2 separate regions of the Mus musculus genome follow, and region 2 is linked to region 1. The links are chromatin contacts, called in public HiChIP or PLAC-seq maps. All regions are on one chromosome and are shown on one strand. The core of a region is the stretch at or near the end of the contact, and the rest is flanking DNA. Distances in the headings are between cores, read along the strand shown.

The links. HiChIP or PLAC-seq counts read pairs in DNA pulled down with a chosen protein or histone mark.
Region 2: a contact with region 1 is called in an H3K27ac HiChIP or PLAC-seq map of trophoblast stem cells, with 14 read pairs. The contact joins the enhancer-like site here to the promoter of Usp32 in region 1. A contact is called at or near these places in 2 of 15 datasets of contacts at CTCF or cohesin (the NIH/3T3 cell line and large pre-B cells), 3 of 115 datasets of contacts at active chromatin or transcription factors (the SCID.adh cell line, extraembryonic endoderm stem cells and trophoblast stem cells) and 2 of 9 other capture datasets (adipose tissue and liver).

The regions. Positions count from the first base shown.
Region 1 is chr11:85,137,577-85,142,804 of GRCm38.p6, forward strand. Usp32 (ubiquitin specific peptidase 32) reads right to left here and starts at 2,379. Exons shown (of 34, transcript NM_001029934.1): 1 at 2,135-2,379. The coding sequence starts at 2,192. It also overlaps a transcript of 1700125H20Rik not described here.
Region 2 is chr11:85,263,979-85,269,206 of GRCm38.p6, forward strand. No RefSeq gene overlaps it. Among named protein-coding and RNA genes, the nearest start is that of Appbp2os, 31 kb to the left of the region's middle. Within about 2 kb of position 2,358, at least 26 of the 459 cell types and tissues checked have an H3K27ac peak or open chromatin away from gene starts, as enhancers often do. A contact at or near this core is called in extraembryonic endoderm stem cells and trophoblast stem cells, where this site is marked.

The sequences.
Region 1 (5,228 bases), core at 1,129-3,628:
TACTTCTTCAAATATGCATTTTAAAATTTCACGGGCACATTTCATAACACGTTAAACAAAAACCTTTCACCAGATCATTTTTAAATGTATTGATTCCATTTATATTTTAAAATGTACAGTCTTGCAAGGCATGGTGCTGAATGCTTTTTATCCTGCACTTGGGAGGAAGAGGCAGGTGAATCTCTGAGTTTAAGGCCAGCATGATCTACAAAATGATGTTCAGACAGTCAGGCCTACATAGAGAAACCCTGTCTCAAAAAAACAAAATACACAATCTTAATTTGATATAAAGTAAATCAACAAGAGCTGGAATAAAAGTTTAATTTTAGAATTTCTTAACGCCAGGTATATCACTGGTATTCACACCCTTAAACTTAAGGAACACTTCTGAACAGCTGTAAATCATTTGACTGTGCCCTATTTCATGCCATGTAAGCCATAGACTAATTGCCCCCAGACCTGTCAAGCTCAACAGAATTCAGGAAGTGACTGGTCTACTAGGGTTGGAAATAAATCAAGAATTTGGAATATTTCTCATACTGAAACAGAGAGAAAAAGTTCAAGTAAGATTGTACTTAAGAATAATCATCATGCAGCCGGGCGGTGGAGGTGCACGCCTTTAATCCCAGCACTTGGGGGGGCAGAGGCAGGTGGATTTCTGAGTTCGAGGCCAGCCTGGTCTACAAAGTGAGTTCCAGGACAGCCAGGGCTACACAGAGAAACCCTGTCTCGAAAAAACAAAACAAAACAAAACAAAAAAAAAAAAGAATAATCATCATGCAGATATGGTAAGGAAGAACCACTAAAAGGTGTATTTTCGCTATTCTGCTCAGCCCCAAAATTGATGCAGCTACAATTCTGTATCTTATTTTCTGTTTATTAGGTTGTGGGTCCAATGAACTTATTTCTCTTTGTATATGAACTAGATCTCATTTCTAAATCCTCACTTTAAAATGTCTTTTTCATCATATTTTAAGTTTCTATCCCAAGCTACTAAAAACACCTGGCGCATGACTGAATTTACTTATTTATTTATTTATTTATTTATTTTGGTCTTAGAAATCTGTTAACAATAATGTCTGGCCACTAATCTGCTTAATGTTTTTCACTTCTTACCAAGAAAATCCATTAAACATCAAAGAGAACTACAAGCACCACACAGACACACTCTCAAATCTCAGTCATGAAAAATTAAGTCACATTCCGGCCATAAACTGTGCAAGACACTTCCAGTTAGCACGAGCTTTACACTGACAATCGTATCAGAGTAAGTGGTAGGGGGTTGGGGGCTATTAACAACACAGTGTGAATCAGAGCCAAGAGCAGCAGCCGTTGACAGCAAGGCCAGTCTCTGAAGGGAGCTGTAATACAGTATCACAATGCTGGGTTTCCGAATGCCATTTTAAGGGAGCGAGGGGGTAAGAACTGGGAATCAAGTGTACTAAAACCGTCTGATCAATGTCCGAGGAGAGGAAACCTAAGACAAGGTCTTATGAACATCAGCTGTCTAATCTGTTCTCACCTTAAACACAACTTCACTTTCAGGTCGTTCTTAATCAAAGTCAACCGCTCAAAGGGTGAAGGATGGCAGGAGTAAATGGAAGGATAGTCATCGCCCTCAACAGAGAGGCAAAGACCCTGGGAAAACCAGAGGCTCCCTAATAGAAAAGGACTTCCAGGAGCAAAACAGAACGCCCTGTCTTCTCCTCCAGCCAATGCTGTTAGAAACCAGATTAGGATGTTGTCGGAGGCTTTTTTTTTTTTTTTTAAATGAAAGAGTGATATGAGAAAATGGCACTGAAGGATGAGGGGGCCTGGAAGGGTTGAGCCACCCAAGAACCGATGGTCAGGGCTTCCCTGCACCTAAACAAGATAACAACGCCAACCGAGTGCACCGGCAATGGCCAGCCAGCGCCCGGTACCCCCGTCACTGCCAAAGCTTCGCCCCCTCCCCTAGTGCCCCAATTCCCACACCCCGCTTCCCCTTCCACCTCCCTGCCCTCGATATTCCCACGGCTGGCCTCCCGGGTCCTTCGCCAGGCACCCCACGCCCCAGCCTCCTCTCCCTCCGGCCACCCACCCCTGGGCGCTCCGCGCTGGCCTCCCCGCAGCTCACTCGACCCCTCCCCCTCACCTCTCCTCAGCGCCTCCTCGTAGCTGAGGAATCCGATCCGTGACTCCTTGGCGCCCATGCTCCCCTCATCCCCTCGGCCGGGGGTCGGAGCCTGCTTTCGCCCCCACCCCCCTCCCGCCTCCTTCGCGGCGTCGCCGGCTGACGGTGTCGGCGTCCCCGGCCCCCTCCTCCCCCAACACTAACAAGTGCGGCTTCTGCCCCAGCGACTCCTCCCGGCCGCCGCCGCCGCCTCCATGCCGAGTCACGTGACCCGCTCCCACCCCGCCCCCTTCCCCTCCCTCCTACTCCGCCCTTCTCCTCTCTCTCCTCCCTTCGCGTCTCGCCTCACTCCTCCTCTCCTCCCTTCCGCCCCCACCCCGCCCTCCCGCCAGCACCGCCGCGGGTCACCTGACCCAAGGCCCGGGACGGTTCCGGGTAATGGCCGCCGGGGGGCCACGCTCCGCCCCACCCCACGCTAAGAGCGCGCAGGGGGGGCGGGGCGGCCTCGCCACACGTAGCACGTCATCCCTATCTTCCTGCCAATCCTAGGCCTCGAATCCCGCCGCGGCGCTCAGCTGGCCAAGAGGGCAGTGACTTCCGGGGCGCCCGAGGACGGGTCTTCCCGCCCCCCACGTTCTGGCGTTCGACGGGCGGGGCCGGAGCGATGACGGTTGGTGCTGCGGTGGCCGCGACCCACCTTGGAAGACTAGGGGAATGTTAGGGAGCAGGGGGGGTCTGAGGAAAGCGGTGCGGGCGACAAAAGGAGCGGGCAGGCGGGGGACCCCTAACGTTCGGGGGATGTTGGCAGAAGTGGAAGATGAGACTCACGGCTTCTCTGAGAAGATACCTCTTTTTCCTTCTAGAGATGGAGCCTCAGGACAGGGCAGTGGACCTTGTCGCAGTATTTTACTTTCTACGCCTTCCCATTCTCCAAACGCGGCTGCCTTAGCTTTTCTTTCAGAGGCCCAAGCCACTATGTTGGTCCATTTTTCCCTCTGAACCTGTTGCCTCCCTCCCCCAATTTTTTTAAGCCGCATTAGATGTTTTGTTTTGGGTGTTTGTTTCTGACGCAGGGTTCTGCTTTGTAACCCAGGCTGTCCTCGAACTTGTAGATTCGCGTGCCTCAGTTTCCCATGTACTGGTTCTACAAGAAACACCACACCCAGCCCTGCCACCTTCATGCTTCAACCAAACACTTGCCCTCTAAAAATGAGACAGTTCAAAACTGAGTAGCTTGCTTTAAAATACATATATTTTATGTATAATACATATGTATATAGTGTGTGTGTGTGAATTTAGTAGCATTAACATTTACATCGTTATTCAGTCTTAGTTTATCTTCAGGACTACTTGATCTAGTAGAGAACTGAAACTTTCAACAGTAATGTTGGTTCATCAAGGCAACTACATTTCTCCTGTGACTGGCTTATTTCACTTAACATGGCTCATTGTGTTGTAGCATATCAGGCATGTGGTTCAGCAATTCCACTTCTCAGTATATAGTCCCGAAGTATGTCTTTAAAGGGATGTGTGAACAGCTATTTATGCACTCAGCATTTATAGTATATACAATAGTCAAAACGTTAAAAATAAATGTCATAAGTTAGTAAACAAAATGTGGTGTATAAACACAATGGAATGTTTTTCCATTTCCTTTTTCTGGGTGGGGGAACCAGTGAGACAAGTTCTAGCAGTTGCCTGGACTGGGACTTGTGGCAGTCCTCCTGTCTCTGCCTCCAGATGTTGGAAGCCTATGCCCCACACCTGGTTCCCATTTCATTTTCACTCTGATGTGTATCTGTCTTCACCATGAAAGTCATGCCATTGGGTGGGTGGATATGGGGGACTTTTGGTATAGCATTGGAAATGTAAATGAGTTAAATACCTAATAAAAAATGGAAAAAAAAATAAAAATAAAAATAAATACTGGCAAAAGAAAACAGAAAAAAAAAAAAAAAAAAGAAAGTCATGCCATGAAGCTTCTCAATAAGGAAACATTGAAAACAATAGCTGTTTGATCTGAGGAGACTGGAGGTGCCAATTAGATCATTTAGGCCCGGCAAAAAATGATTTCAGTTCCTGAAGCCGACTGATAGTCACATGCCCTGCCAGCGAAAAGTGTTTCTCTACTTTCCTGGTGGACCAGATCTCCAGCGTGGTAGCCTTAGTCACAACACTGCCTTTTCCAGTTCTCTGAGGCACTCAGTAAGACCTGAGATTAGTTGTAGTACTAAAAGCCCATGGATCAGGAAGTTGAGGATATAATCCAAACCCTTTCATTTCCATGTGATCCGTTCAGTGTAGCCTCAGACAAAACAGTCATCCTATACAGTATGAATTCTGAAATAGATTATTTTGAAGGGAAACTAAAGCTTTCAGCTGTGAGGAGCAAAAATCCTTACGAGTTCAGATGCAAGATACAGTATGCGTTGCCGCCTTATCAAATAGTACATTAAGATGCTCTCACTTTACTAAGCACGGGTCTGGCTGTAAAACTGCACAGTTGAATTAGTTCAGAGCAAATTATTTTCTCCCCTTGTGGCACTACCCCACTCGAAAGCTGGGACTTTTGTTAGAATTTGAATTAAGAGTTAATTGCCACAAAAACATCTGGGAAGACTAGATTAAAACTTAATCAAGTTTAAAGTAATGCGTAAAACTTTCAAGACTTTGTCCTTTCCTGGGAGTGTCTGCTTGCACCTATAATTCCAGTACCTGGGCCATAGAGGCAAGAGAATCACAAAGTTCAAGGCCAGTTGCATATACATAACAATGTCCTGTCTTAAAACACAATGTATATTTTAAAAAGATTTTATTCTTGGAATACAGGCCTAGCTTGTCCCGAAGATCATAAAAATGTTTCATTCCATTATTACACATTATTAAAGAAAGCAGGGAGAATAGTTATGTCTGATGAGAATTTTAAATGTTAAACTGGGATAAGAACCCGCCTCTGGTTTGTATCACATCATGTAGTCAAATGTTAACCGTCTCCCTATAACTTAAAATTGATACAATACTTATGTTTGATGATGCAGAAAATATAGTCTTCCTGTCATGCTGAAGGAATTCTATTAATCATTTAGTTTGTTCAATTTCACTTAATCCATTGAAG
Region 2 (5,228 bases), core at 1,108-3,607, 130 kb after region 1:
GGGTTACATTTTGGAGTGCTGGTTTACTTAAGTTATTTTATCGCTTCTGACCCTGTGGCGTATCCTGGAACAATTAAAGAACTTTTTAAAAACCAATAACTTGGCCTAGGCATGATGGTGCACAACTTTTATAATATACTTGAAAGGTAGAGTCAGGATGATCTTTAAGAGTTTAGGGCTGGAGAGATGGCTCAGCAGTTAAGGGCACTGACTGCTTTTCCAAAGGTCCTGAGTTCAAATCCCAGCAACCAAGTGGTGGCTCAAAACCATCTGTAATGGGATCTGACACCCTCTTCTGGATGACAGCTACAGTGTACTTATATATAATTAATTAATTAATTTTTAAAAGGTCAGATTAGTTTACATAAGTAGTTCCAGGCCAAAGAGGAAAAAAACTGAAAACAAACAAACAAACAAAGAAAACACCCACCCCCAAATATTTGGGGCAGAAAAAAACAGCCCAGTTGTTAAGAGCACTTACTTCCATAGGGGTCCAACGCCCTCTTCTGGCCTCCACTGGTGCCCCTCCAACTCTTTTGCACACAACTTAAAAAATTATTTTTAAATAACATAATCTTGATATGTGGGAAAAGTTTGTCTGTCCAACCAAGACTCATTTTGAATATTGACTAAAGACAGCCATTCCTCAGCATGCATGAATGCCTGGGTAGTTCTGTGGACTTTCAGGCTGCTGACAGGCAGGGTGGGAGGGTTACTGAGAGAGAGTGCTGTTCCTGGGTTACACACAAGGAAGAAGGAGGGGAAGGAAGGGGGAGGGGTGCCCCCCCCCACAAGCTGCCTGGTCTGTCATCTCGGTCTGTCTGTGGCTAAGGCTGTGGAGGCCTGGTCCTGGCAGTTGAGAACTCAGCTCGACCTCTGACACCCGTGGTTCCAGCCTATGTAGGAATTTCTTTCCTCTTGCCAGAATCCATTCTCTCACCAGTTCAGTGGTCACGGTTGTGCGGGCCAGTGGCCTCTCATTCTTGGATTCCCCTCCACTAGAAATGGTCCATCTCTGGCTGCTCTGATGAGTGAATCAGGACTGTGTTCCATAGCTCTTCAGTTGGGTTGCTTGTGTGTGTGTGTGGGGGGGGTTATTTGTTTGTTTGGCTTTGCTTTTTTGTATTTTTGAGACAGGTTTTCTCTGTGTAGCCCTGCCTGTCCTGGAACTCTGTAGTCCAGGCTGGTCTCGAACTCAGAGATCTGCCTGCCTCTGCTTCTCAGTGCTAAGATTTTTTTTTTTTTTCGAGACAGGCTTTCTCTGTGTAGACCTGGCTGTCCTGGAATTCACTGTAGACCAGGCTGGCCTCGAACTCAGAGATCTGCCTGCCTCTGCCTCCCAAGTGCTGGGACTACAGGCATGTGCCACCACTGTCCAGCCTCAGTGCCAAGATTTTAAAGGTGTGAGCCACCTTCTGTCTGAGGAACTAGTACCTCAAAGACAAATATCATAACTATCCAGTGTATAGGGCGTTCCAGGTTACAGGATGGCAACCTGTAATTTATGGCTGAGGTGAGATACATTCTACAAATGTGCCTGTTTTTCAGATGAGGAGCTAGAAAGATGTCTGGTTCAGGGGTGGGGCAGAGTGTTCATTCCTCTGTGTGACTGCTGTGTGTGTGTGTGTGTGTGTGTGTGTGTGTGTGTGTGTGTGTGTGTGCACGTGCCTGTGTGTGTGTGTGTGTGTGTGTGTATGTGTGTGTGTGTGTGTATGTGTGTGTGTGTGTGTGTATGTGTGTGTATGTGTGTGTGTATGTGTGTGTGTGTGTGTGTGTGTGTGTGCACGCGCCTGTGTGTGGTTATGAATGGAAAAACAACTGTTGGGGGGAGGGTTAAGATCTGTGCCCTTGGGGGCTCATTGCTTAAGAACGCCGCTCTTCCGGGGAACCGGAGTTCAATTTCCAGCCCTCCTGTTGGGTGTTGCACAGGCAGCTGTAGCTCTAGCTCCAGGGCAATCTACCTCCCAGGGCACCAGCACTTAGGTGCACAAACATACACAATGAAAAATGAACGTAGTTTTTAAAAGAAAAGAGAAAAGTGCTTTGCCTTTCCTAAGATGGGCATGGTGGTGATGCCTCCATCCCCAGTCTTGAAACAGGGGGACTCCAGGTTGGAGATCATGTGTGAAACATACACACACACACACACACACACACACAGAGAGAGAGAGAGAGAGAGAGAGAGAGAGAGAGAGAGAGAGAGAGAGAGAGAGAAAGAAAGTCTGGAAAGTAGATAACAAACTTTGAGGGAAGACGTAATTGTAAGGAAAAAAGGGTCATGGGATAGGGACAGCACCAGCAGGGGAGGTGCAGCTGTCCCTCACAGGGACAGAGCAGTCCTTGCATCTGGCTGTCAGAGAGGTCATTATGTGAATCATGAGGATGGTATTTTTAAGGTATTTCTTCCTCATAGTTAGAGGAGGTTCTCCCATGGAGTCAGTGAGCAGATTGCTTTTGGAGACTTCCTGGCCCTGTCTTGCACCTGGTGAATTTTTTCCTCCTCTGGTGATAAGGGACAGGCGCGTTCCCATTCCATACATTGTGACAGAGGCGGTTTGTGGCTTTAGGGCTTGAGAACTTGCTAGGGTTGGTTCCGATTTCTTGCTGTTTGGGGTTTTGGGGTTTGTTTTTTGGTTTGTCCCAGCAAGGTCACTATTTTTATTTGAGTCTGATCTGAGCTGCCCTGCTTCACTCAGAGATAATTTTCCTTTGTGCCTCTGATCAGGTTACCACACCTTGATAGGGTAACTTTTTTTTGGTTTGTTTATTGTGTTTTGCAAAACGGGGTTTCTTTGTCTGGATCTGACTGTCCTGGAACTCACTCTGTAGACCAGGCTGGCCTCAAACTCAGAGATCCACCTGCCTCTGCCTCTCAAGTACTGGGATTAAAGGCATGAGGTACCACACTCTGTCTAGGGTAACTCTAATAAGCTAAAATAACAGCCTCGAGACCCAGGAGTGTCTTCTAAAGAAAGAGCCATGGCTGAGATGTGGCTTTGTGACCGACCTGTTCCTCAGCAGCGGCCAACAGTGGTTCCAGGAGCAAGAGTAGACAGAGTCCCTCAGCATCTGTAACACAGCTTCCTCAAAGAGCCATATGGAGATGTTGTGTTATTTGAGCGTGCGTATGTTGGTGTGTGTGTGTGTGTGTGTGTGTGGGAAACAGGAGCTGTATACTTTGCAAATTAACAGGAGACCAAAACAGGAAAAAATATATCTTGCAATGTTAAGAGTTCTGCTTGCAGTTAAGACAGTTAAAAATAAATCCCTAGCCGGGCATGGTGGCGCACACCTTTAATCCCAGCACTCGGGAGGCAGAGGCAGGCAGATTTCTGAGTTCGAGGCCAGCCTGGTCTACAGAGTGAGTTCTTGGACAGCCAGGGGTACACAGAGAAACCCTGTCTCGGAAAACAAAACAAAACAAAAAACCCCTGTTTGTCCTATGTTAAGTCCTTGCAAGTTAAGGTTTACATTTGTAATTAAGAACAAGTTCCTGTTTGTCCTGTCCTAATTTCTAGTTAAAGAATAAGTCCTTGTTTGCCCTGTGTTAAAACCTTGAAAAATAAGGTTTCTGTTTGTAATTAAGAATAAGTTAGATCTTAGAGCTGATGTAAACTGCTTGCAACCCCATTCGCAAGATGTAATCCTTGCTTTGTTCCTCCCCTTTTATTGTATCTTTCTCACAGTGTGTAACAGCCAAGTCTCTGGCCTTAGGGCTCCTAGAAAATGGCTTCAGGAGACCAGGACAGGTTGCTCTCTTAAAGCTGGACTTAGGGTTAGGTAGCCATCTGGACAGTCCTGGGTGTGTCTCAGAATACAGCTTGCTTTAATTGAACAGTTGTGGAGCTGGTCTTTCTCTTGGGGGCTTTCAGGTTTAACAATAGATAGATGGATAGAAAGACAGAAAGATGGATGGATGGATGGATGGGGTGGGAGTGTAGGAGCTTGCTATAGCACCCCCATGAGATCTAAAATTTCATGGAACCAGTTCGCCCCTTCCACCCTTATGTTCCGGGAATCAAACTCTGGTGGTCAGCCTCACACGGCAAAGTGTCTTTACCCACTGAAGCATCTTCCTGGCCCATATTGAAGAGGGTTTTTGTTTTTTGTTTTTGTTTTTGTTTTTTGGTTTTTTTTGTAAATTCAAATATTCTGGAAAGGACACATAAAACAATTAATTTCCGTGGCCTGTAAGGGAGGGGAATTGAATGACTGAATGGTGGAGATGTGAGGAGACACCGAAACTGGAGTGGAGTTCTTTGGAAAGTCTGTTGGCTGGTGTTTTGCTAGGGTAACCATGTGAAGGCACGGCGCCTAAAAGAGGGCACGGGTATGAGAGGCAGACTCGGGAAGGAACGTGTCACTGAAGCAGACACAGGAGAGGGTGTTCTGCTAAAACAAACACGTGAAAGGACACATCATGAAGGATTCTTTGCTAGTGACATGCATGAATTGGTCTGCCTTACATTTTGTAGTTGAGCTGCATTTTTCGGACTCCACAGAGAGAAACACACCAAAAACTGTCTGGTGGTGGACTGCAGTTTCTTTGTGCTTCCTCCGGCTCAGACTGATTGGATGCACTTGCTGAGGCCCGACCTGTGCTGAGGCAAGGCCTGTGGAGGACGCGTGATGTTTGGGGGTATAAATAGGGCCCAACAGAGATAGAGCTTGCCTTGCTGGTACAGCTAGCTGTGCAACACTTGTGGGTCTCGTGTCTTTGATGATCTTCGCTTCCCTGAGAGACGCACAGCCGAGAACTTTTCCTGGTGTTCCTGTTGGTTCCTCCTGCTGCCCTAGGCAGAGGCCGGGCTGTCTCTGCTAGACTGAGTCACCGCTGCTATTCTGACTCTACCGAACTGGACTGCTGGTGTATCCGTGCAGTGTTGCGAGTAGATTGAGCTGCCACTGCCTGCTAACTTGTGAACCAAACTGCCGATTTCCAGATAACAGAGATGGGAGTTGCTCCAAAGAACCTTACTATACAGGTCCACTCCCTTCTACCGCCGCCTCCATCCTTCTTTTCTACTACCTCTGGTGGGTGGTGGGCTGCAAAGGAGGTTAAAGCGCTTAAGAACCATCATTAAAAATAAAGTTTGAGGGCTGGAGAGGTTAAGAGCATTGATTGCTTTTCCAGAGGTCCTGAGTTCAGTTCCCAGCAACCACATGGTGGCTCACAACCATCTGCAAAGCGATCTGATGCTCTCTTCAGGGGTGTCTGAAGAGAGCGT